Linked DNA regions of Mus musculus: region 2 is linked to region 1. The links are chromatin contacts, called in public promoter capture Hi-C maps. All regions are on one chromosome and are shown on one strand. The core of a region is the stretch at or near the end of the contact, and the rest is flanking DNA. Distances in the headings are between cores, read along the strand shown. Region 1 holds the start of Ephb3 (Eph receptor B3). Region 2 overlaps Vps8 (VPS8 CORVET complex subunit).

The links. Promoter capture Hi-C pulls out the DNA fragments that hold promoters and counts their contacts.
Region 2: a contact with region 1 is called in a promoter capture Hi-C map of cranial neural crest. The contact joins the enhancer-like site here to the promoter of Ephb3 in region 1. A contact is called at or near these places in 9 of 39 promoter capture datasets (cranial neural crest, embryonic stem cells, frontonasal cranial neural crest and 5 more), 1 of 15 datasets of contacts at CTCF or cohesin (embryonic stem cells), 2 of 484 Hi-C or Micro-C datasets (bone marrow-derived macrophages and cerebral cortex), 24 of 115 datasets of contacts at active chromatin or transcription factors (bone marrow-derived macrophages, craniofacial prominence, embryonic basal ganglia and 12 more) and 3 of 9 other capture datasets (adipose tissue, embryonic stem cells and liver).

Annotation. Positions count from the first base shown.
Region 1 is chr16:21,203,347-21,208,312 of GRCm38.p6, forward strand. Ephb3 (Eph receptor B3) reads left to right here and starts at 1,449. Exons shown (of 16, transcript NM_010143.1): 1 at 1,449-1,917. The coding sequence starts at 1,824.
Region 2 is chr16:21,439,647-21,444,093 of GRCm38.p6, forward strand. It overlaps Vps8 (VPS8 CORVET complex subunit), which reads left to right. Exons shown (of 47, transcript NM_001285893.1): 4 at 2,688-2,818; 5 at 4,443-4,447. Among named protein-coding and RNA genes, the nearest start is that of Vps8, 19 kb to the left of the region's middle. Within about 2 kb of position 1,570, at least 13 of the 459 cell types and tissues checked have an H3K27ac peak or open chromatin away from gene starts, as enhancers often do.

The sequences.
Region 1 (4,966 bases), core at 199-2,698:
AGAGTGTCTGTAACTACACTGTCCTGGGTTCAGCTCCTGTAACTTGGGGCAAGCTGCCAAGCCTTTGTACACGCCAGTTTGTCTATGTATTTTCTTTTACTTTCTTTCTTCAGTTTTGTCTGTAAAATGAGGCTATAATAACACCTACCCTGAATAAGTGTGAGGTATTGTTTCAGGGTGTTTATTACACCTTGTAAATGTTCTAAAAGTGAACCGGCAGAAGTCCATCACAGTAACCTAGAGGCTCTCTTTGATGTTTCCGACCCCGGCACCTCTCTCATTCACCTAGGCACAAATACACTTCAAACTTAACTTGTTGGCTCTTCCTTCTAGTCATGGTCTAAGCCACCACCCTCCCTTCCACTACATGGCCCCTTCACTAGCCCCCAGGATTCCACCACTGTCTCTGCCTGTCATCCTCCCAGGACAGACATGCCAATCTGATAATGTAATGTCCCCCTGTTTCAAGAGAAAGGCTACATTGTGAGTCCAAAATCGTATCCTCCGGGCCCCTCCTCATCTACTTCTCCTCAGCCGGTTCACCCTCTCTCCGCTCTAACTCTGCACTCAAGCGATTCTGAACTTTATTCTGAACATTTTTTTTCTTCGATTCTAGGTCTTAACACAAAAGTGTATGTTCTCTGCCCGGAGCACTGCCTCCCATCCTCAATACACTATTACTCATCCATCTTGTATACTGTCACTTAGATCCCGTTTCCTTAGACCTAACATTGTGCTTCGAAAAGGTAGGTTCTTTCCCGGCAGGAATGCTTGTTAGCCCCGCTGTGAGTTTTAAACCCACCTCCACCAGTTAACACATGGCTCCGGGATAATAAACGCTTCTCTGCTCTAGCCACTTTGAAACATTGTGGGTGCCCAAAAAATATTTTCTAATAAATTATCACAATCGAATAGACGAATAAATAAACCCTTGAGCGTCCCTTGAAGCGGGCTCTGCCGGGGTGGGTAATTCCCACGCCCCACATTCCTTTCCCTACTCGCTAAGGCCTGTCCTGGGTCTGGATGTGCTTGGAAGAAAAAAAGCCTCTTGACAGAATCCCATGGGTCTGCTAACCACAGGGGGGCGCCCCCAGCTCGTTCTATCTGGTTATCACCGTCTAGGACTGGAGCTGGTTACTAATCGCCAATAGGAGAGAGGGGCGGGGTTACCCGATTGACTGACAGTGTGGCTCCGCCCAGTCTAATTCATCTTTTCAATGGCTCCTCCTGCTGCAAGCCCCAGGACGCCGAGGGTGGGCTCGGTGGAAGAGCGGCCAACTGAACTCCAGCAGAGTGCTCTCGCAGCAGAACCAGCTGGCTGGGCGGTCTGTGAGTGGGCGGCCGGCCTCTGGGGGCGTGGCCTGAGTGTTGACGGGCAGGCAGGTAGCCCTGCCCCTCTCGCCCAGAGCGGCCGCTCCACCGCGAGGACCAGCAGAAGTGAGTACGTGAGCGGCGCAGCCAGATACCGGCTCCTACCCCGGACGGCGAGCGCACAAGGATCCCGGGATCTGAGCTCGGCCTCAGTGGACTGTGCCCCGAGAACCTGCGACCACCTGCGCCCTCCGCTTCCCGAGTCATTGGGCATCAAGCCACCCAGCGCCCCGGATCCTCCTGGACCGGTCCGTCCAGATTCCCGCGGGAACGACCTGCCGGCATCTACCCGGAGTCCCGGGTTGGGCGACACCTCGGTTACAGAGCAGCCCGTCTGCTTTGCTCCCCCTCCCTGACGGGATCTCTTGGACTGTGCGCGAGCCTTCTTCCTCGGGCGTCCCCAGCCCCGCCGGCGCGGCCCGGCTCGGCCCCCCAACCGAGCGCCCCGGGCTATGGCCGGAGCCCGCCCGCCGCCGGGGCTTCTGCCGCTGCTCGCTCCGCTGCTGCTGCCGCTGCTGCTTCCCGCCGGCTGCTGGGCGCTGGAAGGTGAGCGGCGTCGGGGTCCCGCGCGCTACCGGGGAGCCCCGCAGTGTGGGGCCGTGGGCTGAGCACACGTCCAAGGAGACTCTAGGCTCGAGCCGGCTCCGCAGCCCTCTTTGGGGAAACTGCTAGCATCAGGACTCAGCACCGACTCCCGAAAGCAGCAGTTCGGCCGTGGGTTGTTTTTTGTTTTTCGGGTTTTTTTTTTTTTCTTCTTTCCATTTGGAAGGGATAGCCTACAGTCAAAGCAGAGGAACGAGACCCTCGGGGGTTCGCACCTCTGGAAGGCGAGGAAATGTGGGCGACTCAGCATCAAGGCGGGGGGGCTGCGGGACTGGGCGCTTGGGCGGGTGAAGCGAAGCTCCTCGGGTTGGGGGCTGCACTGGTTGGGAACCCGTTGTAGTTAACAGTAAGCGTGATTGTGTGCACCCCGCTTTGTCAGGGGATGGCTGCGGGGGTGGAGAGGCAGGGGGGCCTGTCATTGTTTATGGTTTTTCAAGTGCCAGCAACACAAGAGGTGTGTGTGTGTCTGTTGTAAACCTTCTCGGACCCACCCCACCCCCACCTCCAGCAGGACCTTTGGAGGGCTTAGGTTTCCATTGAACCCTCACCAACAGGGATTTACCCGGGGAGCACCTGAGCCGAGTGGCTACTAGTCATCAGCGGCGGGAAAAGGTCAGCCTTGTCTGTGGGCTCAGTGAAACCTACTAAGACTGCTACTGGGAAGAAATTGAACTTGGACAAACAAACAGCCCGAGTGTGGCTGGCCCAGACAAGAGAGCTCACACTTACGCCACTTGACATGAACCCACAGGGAACACCGGCACAGGTCACTAACACAGTCTAGAGGCACATACAGTCCCCTGGTGTTACAAAAATTGTAAACCTATTCAGTCAGGGGTGAAACTCAATGTTGAGGGAGGGCAGCAAAGAATTTGAGGGAAAATTGCAATGCAGGCAGTACTTAATTTTTGGTGTATTGGTTAGATGCACTTTTTTAGTTGAGGAACAAAATACGATCCCTATGCAGTTGGTTTCCTTTCCATAAATTCACAGTGTAAACTTAAAGGTTAGGAAGAAAAAACAAAATCTCTGAAACAGTTCAGAGAGGCTTCTGGCCTTTGGAATTTTGGTGCCACTGTGCTGAGGGATTTATTCACATGGGTGGACACATGCAAATTTAGACAGACACACAGAGGTTGCACCCACACTTACACACACTCACCCACTCACCCACATGTGTGTGATAGGATCTCAGGCGTGAGAAACCAGCATAGGGCTTTGTTGTTGATTGCCTGAAGGGTGTGAGCCAGGGAGCCTATTGAGTTCCCAGGTCTGGGACTATCTTAGCGCAGGAGAGGCAACATTGGTGCATGCACTCTGAAACATACACTTAAACTGTGTGTCACCTGTGTGTATCAGGTCCCGTGGCCCCTTTTGTGGGGTGCGGTAGGTAGTGGTAGGTGGTAGAGCCGAGAATGGAGTGGTGGTGGAGGTGTGTGGTTTGGGGGAGATGAGCTAGGGGTACCTGAGGGGGGTCTTCCCTTCCTCCTTTTCATCCTTCACCATCCTCAGACCCTTTGAGGCAGGCTCTAGCTAGTAGTGTCTGGCCAAGGAGCTGATGGTGACTGAGAGGCCCTTGTGATCAACTATGAATGGGAGTCAGAACTAGTGCCAGACTGAGGGAGGCTAAGCCAGTGAGGATGTCTCTGGAAAATAGCGGGGCCTACAAATGTGGATTTTATCATTGCCTTCCTTCCTTAAAGAAACATAGGTGCTGAGCAGAGCAGGTCCTTAGACCTACCATCTTTCCACTCCTCTGCTCTGACATGGAAATAGTATGGATTGAATTGCTACTATGTGTAAAGGACTTAGCACAGTTGTTGCTATTCAAGGATTAGCTGTTGTTGTTACCATTATCACCCTAGAGTCTGCTCTTTGGGGAGCAATAAGAAGTGTCCTTATCCTGCTGGAGGGGCTGAACGGAAGGAGGAGAGGCTGGACTGGAAAGTTGGGGTTTATCTCCCTGCTGCTCCAAAGAGGAAAGAGATAGAGAGCAGGGCCCTGCCTAAATCCCAGCTGTCTTTCTGGAAGTCTGTGATGGAGACTGTGTCCCAAGAGCATGGCGCTTTGGTTCCTTAGTATTGATGGTCTGTCACCAACTCACACACTTTTCAAGTGATTTGCCCTGGATTTTGGCTCTCTTCAACAGTCTCATTGTATATAGACTTGGAGTCCCTGAGCTGTGTGTACCCACAAGCTGCCTGACGCTGGTTCCTGTTCATTCTCTTCTCAGTTTCCCATTTAGTTGGGATCGGGACTCATCTTCCTTAAAGGACATTTCTCTAGTTCCCACTAACCCAGATCAGTTGGAAAGAGGTGTTCAGTGGAGGGGCCCGGGATGAGAAACAGTGTCTGAGACACAGATCCTATGCATTTGAGAAAGGATAGTCAAGTCCCAGTAGAGAAGAGACTTTTCTGTGAAAGGAGAGTTCCCAGTTTGTAGAAGGTGGAGTGGGGACATCTCACTTAGCCAGGCTAGTTAAGCCTGGCCCTGGGGTAGAAGCAGCAAGCCTCTGTCCTCTGAGGTCGTTGGTGTGACCCTAAGAATCTGGGAAGTGCCAGGGGACAGCCCAGGATGGTCTTAGATTACTTATGCTTATTGCTTCTTTCTCTTGTCTGCTGTTCCTCCCCACCCGTCTTGTTTGTCACCAGCCAGAACTTCAGATCTAAGGAGGGACAGCAGCAGAACCAATTTGTTTCTCACTGCCCTCCTCTTAGCCACCACTGCCACTTTGGCCCAAGCAGCTGAGAGCTAAAGCCTAGGTTGTTGTGGGCAAGGCCTCCGCCACTAGCCTTCCACTAATTAAACAGCAGAAGAGGCTGAATCACCAGGCCTGCATAGTTTGAAAATTGTAGACCTGCCTGTTGTGCTGAGTCAAACTGGTTTGTCGGGCTTGGGTGGGGGTAGGGGGGGTGGCAGCTGGGTACCTGATGGGGTGGGAGTGGCCCCTTGGCCCAAGGGCTATCCTTAGGCTAAGTCTCCCATTGGCCT
Region 2 (4,447 bases), core at 320-2,819, 240 kb after region 1:
TTTGTTTCCTGTGTTTCAGAAAATCTAGCCATTCTGAGGCCATGATGATATTGTCTTGTTTGTTCCAAAATCTGTATTGCTTTCCCTTTTACATTTGGCTCTGTGATTCATCTGGACTTTTTTCTGTGTGTATCAATATGAGGTATGATCTGATACCATTTGCTGGAGAGAATATTCTTGGTTGTGATGTCACCTTTGCTATAGCTCAGAGGATCATTTATTTGAGAGTTGATTTAATTCCTCTGTCTGACTGCTCCAGTGTCACATTCTAAGATTGGAACTTTAGATCTTAAGTCTGGCAGTGTAGCTTAGTGGTAGAACATGTGCCTAGCATGTGAGGCCTTGGATTCATCACACACATACATACAGACACACAGACTCAGATGACACACACACACACACACACACACACACACACACACACATATATATATACACACACCCATAGACTTAGACGACATACAGACAAACACAGAGACGCACATACATGTATATGCACACAGACATAGACATATACATAGATGCACACACAAATACTCAGGTACACACACATATAAACAGACACACACACAGACATGTACACAGACAAACAGACATACACACAGGTAAACACATACACAGACACATACTAAGAAGGCAAGGAGGAAAGACAGGGAAGAGAGGAGCAGAGGAGCAGTCGTCAGGAGTTCAAGGTCCTTCTTAGCTGCTTAAGGGAGCTCAAGGTTAGCCTAGGCTACGTGATACCCGTCTCAAATAAAAAAAAAAAAGTCAGTAATATGGGCCTCGAGAGTTGGTTCAGTCGTTCTGAACACGTGTTGCTCTGCAGAGGACCCAGATTTGGTTACCAGCACCCACATCGTGGCTCACAATTGTCTGTAACTCCAGTTGCCAGGCATCTGATGCTGCGTTCTTTTCTCTGTAGATAATGCATGCACTTGCACAGATCTGCAGATAAAATACTCAGACAAGGGCGCGCTCGCACACACACACACACACACACACACACACACACACACACCATGCTCATAAATCTAAATAAACCACATATCAGTAAATAAACAAAACAAACGTAGGCCTTGATAGCCAGTGGTTGGCGTGTCCCAGCTCTCTTGCCATTGAGAGCGACGTCTAAGTTTTTTATTTTCACCATGCAAGGTTCAGGGCTTCCATCGAGTACACTGTTCAACTTAATAAGAGTGTCTGGGTTTTACACAGTTTGGGGAAAGTCGACATCTCTACTGTGTAGCATTGGCTTCCTCAATCCTTTTATTTCCTTCTCCATTTCTTTCAGTAAGCCTGGCTTTTCTCAGGTGATCTGTTTTATTTAATTATGCGTCCAGGCTACTTAAGAAAATCAAACCAGGCTTTGATTGACTCTCCTGCTTGTGACCTTTACCCTGTAGTTCTTATTTCCAAATCATTTCCTTTTCCTACAGCAATTGTGGCAGTCTCTCTCAGCTCTCAAGTAACTGTCTCCTTGCCAAGTACAAACTCAGTCTTAGCAGACATATGTGTGGTGGAGAATTCTGGAATGTAGTGAAATTATAGACTCCTTTATGTTGATGTTGAAGATAGAGTTCAGAGCCATAACCACATGGCACTTAGCTGTGGTTGTGAAGAAGCTTGCTTAAGTAGGGAGTGTCTGAGTAGCAGGAGAAGGGGGCTACAAATATTCCTGGGGATTAGCAGTTTAGTGGTGAGCTGAGGAGAAGCTAGGAAACATGACCTGAGAGTCCAGGAAGAGGCACATCTGTGGGGAACCAAGGAGAGAGTTTCCAGTAGGGAATGGCCAGTAGAGAGTGCGGCATGGAGGCCGCTGACTAAGGGTGGGCAGCGGCTAGGACCTCGGACTCTCTGCTGGTCAGCTCTGCTGGTCTACCTGGTCTTTAACACTCCCCCTGCCATAGCTTCTCCCTGTCCCCTTCATTCAGCATGTGACCCCATTTATCTTTCTAAAACAGGGTTCCCATCTCGTCTCTGCTCCTTAAAAGTCTTGCTAGACTTCTCACCACCCAGTGTAGATGCCACTCTAGTGAATAATACATGGGTACTGTACATGCCTCGCCTCGTAATAGCTACTGCAGATACAGTGGCAGACAAGGCAGACATAGGCCCTCCAACATGATGGAAAACAACACCTTTTATAGCCTGGACCCCAGCTCCTCTGTCTGACCTTCTTCAGTTTCTGCTCATATATTCCAGTCACTTACGGCAACTTACTTCGCCCCCGTAAAACCCATGCTATGAGATCAAGGTTTCTGTGCATGTGTGTCCCATCCAGAATGCCTTTCTTTCTGTATACCTGTCATGTTTTCATGGCAGACATTTGCAGCCAAGTGACATTTGCTTTCTTCTAATTAGCCAGTGCTTGTTAGTCTCAGTAAAGCATCCCACAGCCTGGAGTTATAAAGGTATTTGCAGCTAACAGTGGTCTGCACGGCTGCTCTGCTGCTTCTGCTGTAAGAGAACTCTTTGGAGTTCATGAACTCTTTAGAGAGTGATCTCTGTGTGGACTCATTCTGGGAGTCCTGCGCCATGCCTCTCTGAATGAGGATGCATACACAGGAAGGGGAGGGAAGAGCAGAAGCAGGCCCTTGGGTGCTGTGGGGAGGCCAGCAGTGCCCGGCTCCCTTTGGTGCAGAGGACTTACAGTCTTAAGTTTATGGCTGTATCTTCTTTTAATGTAGACGGACGATGAAGATGAGTCTTTCGTTCTGGAGGACCCTACCTTGTTAAACGTTGACACCATCGACTCTCACTCTTACGATACCTCATCTGTGGCGAGCTCAGACAGCGGCGACAGGGCCAACCTAAAGAGGTGAGTATTCTTGTAAATCATACTTAACGCATGGCTAAAGTATGGTTACTTACAGTCACTAGCTTTATGGTACAGTCTAATATGACTTTTAAAGCCAGCGTCTTCATGATGCAGTATAGTTTCATTATTTAAAGTAACTGTCTTCATGCTACAGTGTAATTAATCAGCTGTTGGAGGGGGCATAGCCTAGTTGGGGCACACTCTTCAGAGCTTGGCTGCCTGGCAGACCATGTTCGCTGAACTCCCCCACATCCACTCTCCAAGGTCAGCTCCAGAATTCTTCATTTCCTTGGAGCAGTTTCAGAGGAGACTCTCAGAGATGATTAAAAGTCAGGGGAAAAGGCTTCGAACTCTAAATAACTTCAGTTTGGGCTGTTTTCACGTTCCAGATTCTTGTGAGAACCTGAAGTGTTCTTTCGTGAGAGGCGTGGAGGAAGCGCAGCGTGACCCGCTTTATTGAATCCACGTGTGGCTGGACTGCTGCCCACGTGCTCGGCGCTCCTCCTCGTAGATTCCTCTTGTGTCAGGGCTGTATTCCTGAGGCTGCCATCTTGGACAGGGATCCTTGTAGGGGTGCCCACCTCCTCATTATAGCTTAGTGCTTTGCGAACAGACTGATGTCTTTGATGGCCTGAATTCCCTGTTTAAAAGCCATGGTGTTCTCTTCTGACCTTTTGATATTGTCACAGGTTCTCACTTTGAGAACCATGCAACTTAGGTGAAAAAAAGGTCACACCCACATAATCTCGTCAGGGCTTGAACAGCCTCCTGATTTTGTGTGAACTGTGTTGGTGGTGCTCCTGGGCAGGAGTTGGACGTGACTGGAACTTGATAGCCAGAAGTCCTGGGTGGTATCAGTCCTGGCACCGTTAGCACTTGGAGCCTGTCTATGCCTGTTTGTGGTCGTTTCCCCACACTGTGTCCTGACATCCTCATCCATCTGGGACTGGACAGCTCTTTCCTGGTAGCTGTGCCTCATAGCTTCCAATAAGCAGGATACATTCTCCATTTGCATGGCATTCACAGTTCTGTGCTCTCGTCTTTATGAGCTGTCTATCAGCTCCTGCTAGGCTAAGGGATCCTAGTAGGGCGGCCTCTGACTTCTCATTCTTGGATCAGCAGAGCACACTTTTACTCTGAATGGGAACACCCCATTAATGTGTGGTAAAAGTTTAAGGATCCCTTTAGGATGGCGGAGGGAAAGGAGCCATAAGCAGGAGCAACAGAGCGAGTGACAAGTGTGGGTGAGGGCGTTGGGAAGGTGTTCCAAGTTGTCACAGTTAGGGGGAGGAAGGAGGACAGAGGCCCTGAGGCAAGCAGGTGATGCAGACTCAGCAGCAGGAGGACTGCCTGATTCTGTCAGGTGGGCAGTGGGAGACCAATGTTAGTTCACTCTCTTTCTTGCCTGAGCCTCAAGGTGGGTCAGAGCACACCGGAATGCCGTTCTTTTAGGCTTTTATACATCTTTTAATATCAGTTAACAGTAATAACTACATAATGATTAATAATTAATCACAGCAACACAGTGTTCCTTTCTACTTTTTAAATGTATTTTCTTCTTTCAGAGCTGTGGGACCCTGCCTTTTCAGCCCTTCGATCTGTTAAATGTTTCTCTCTATCTTAGGAAGA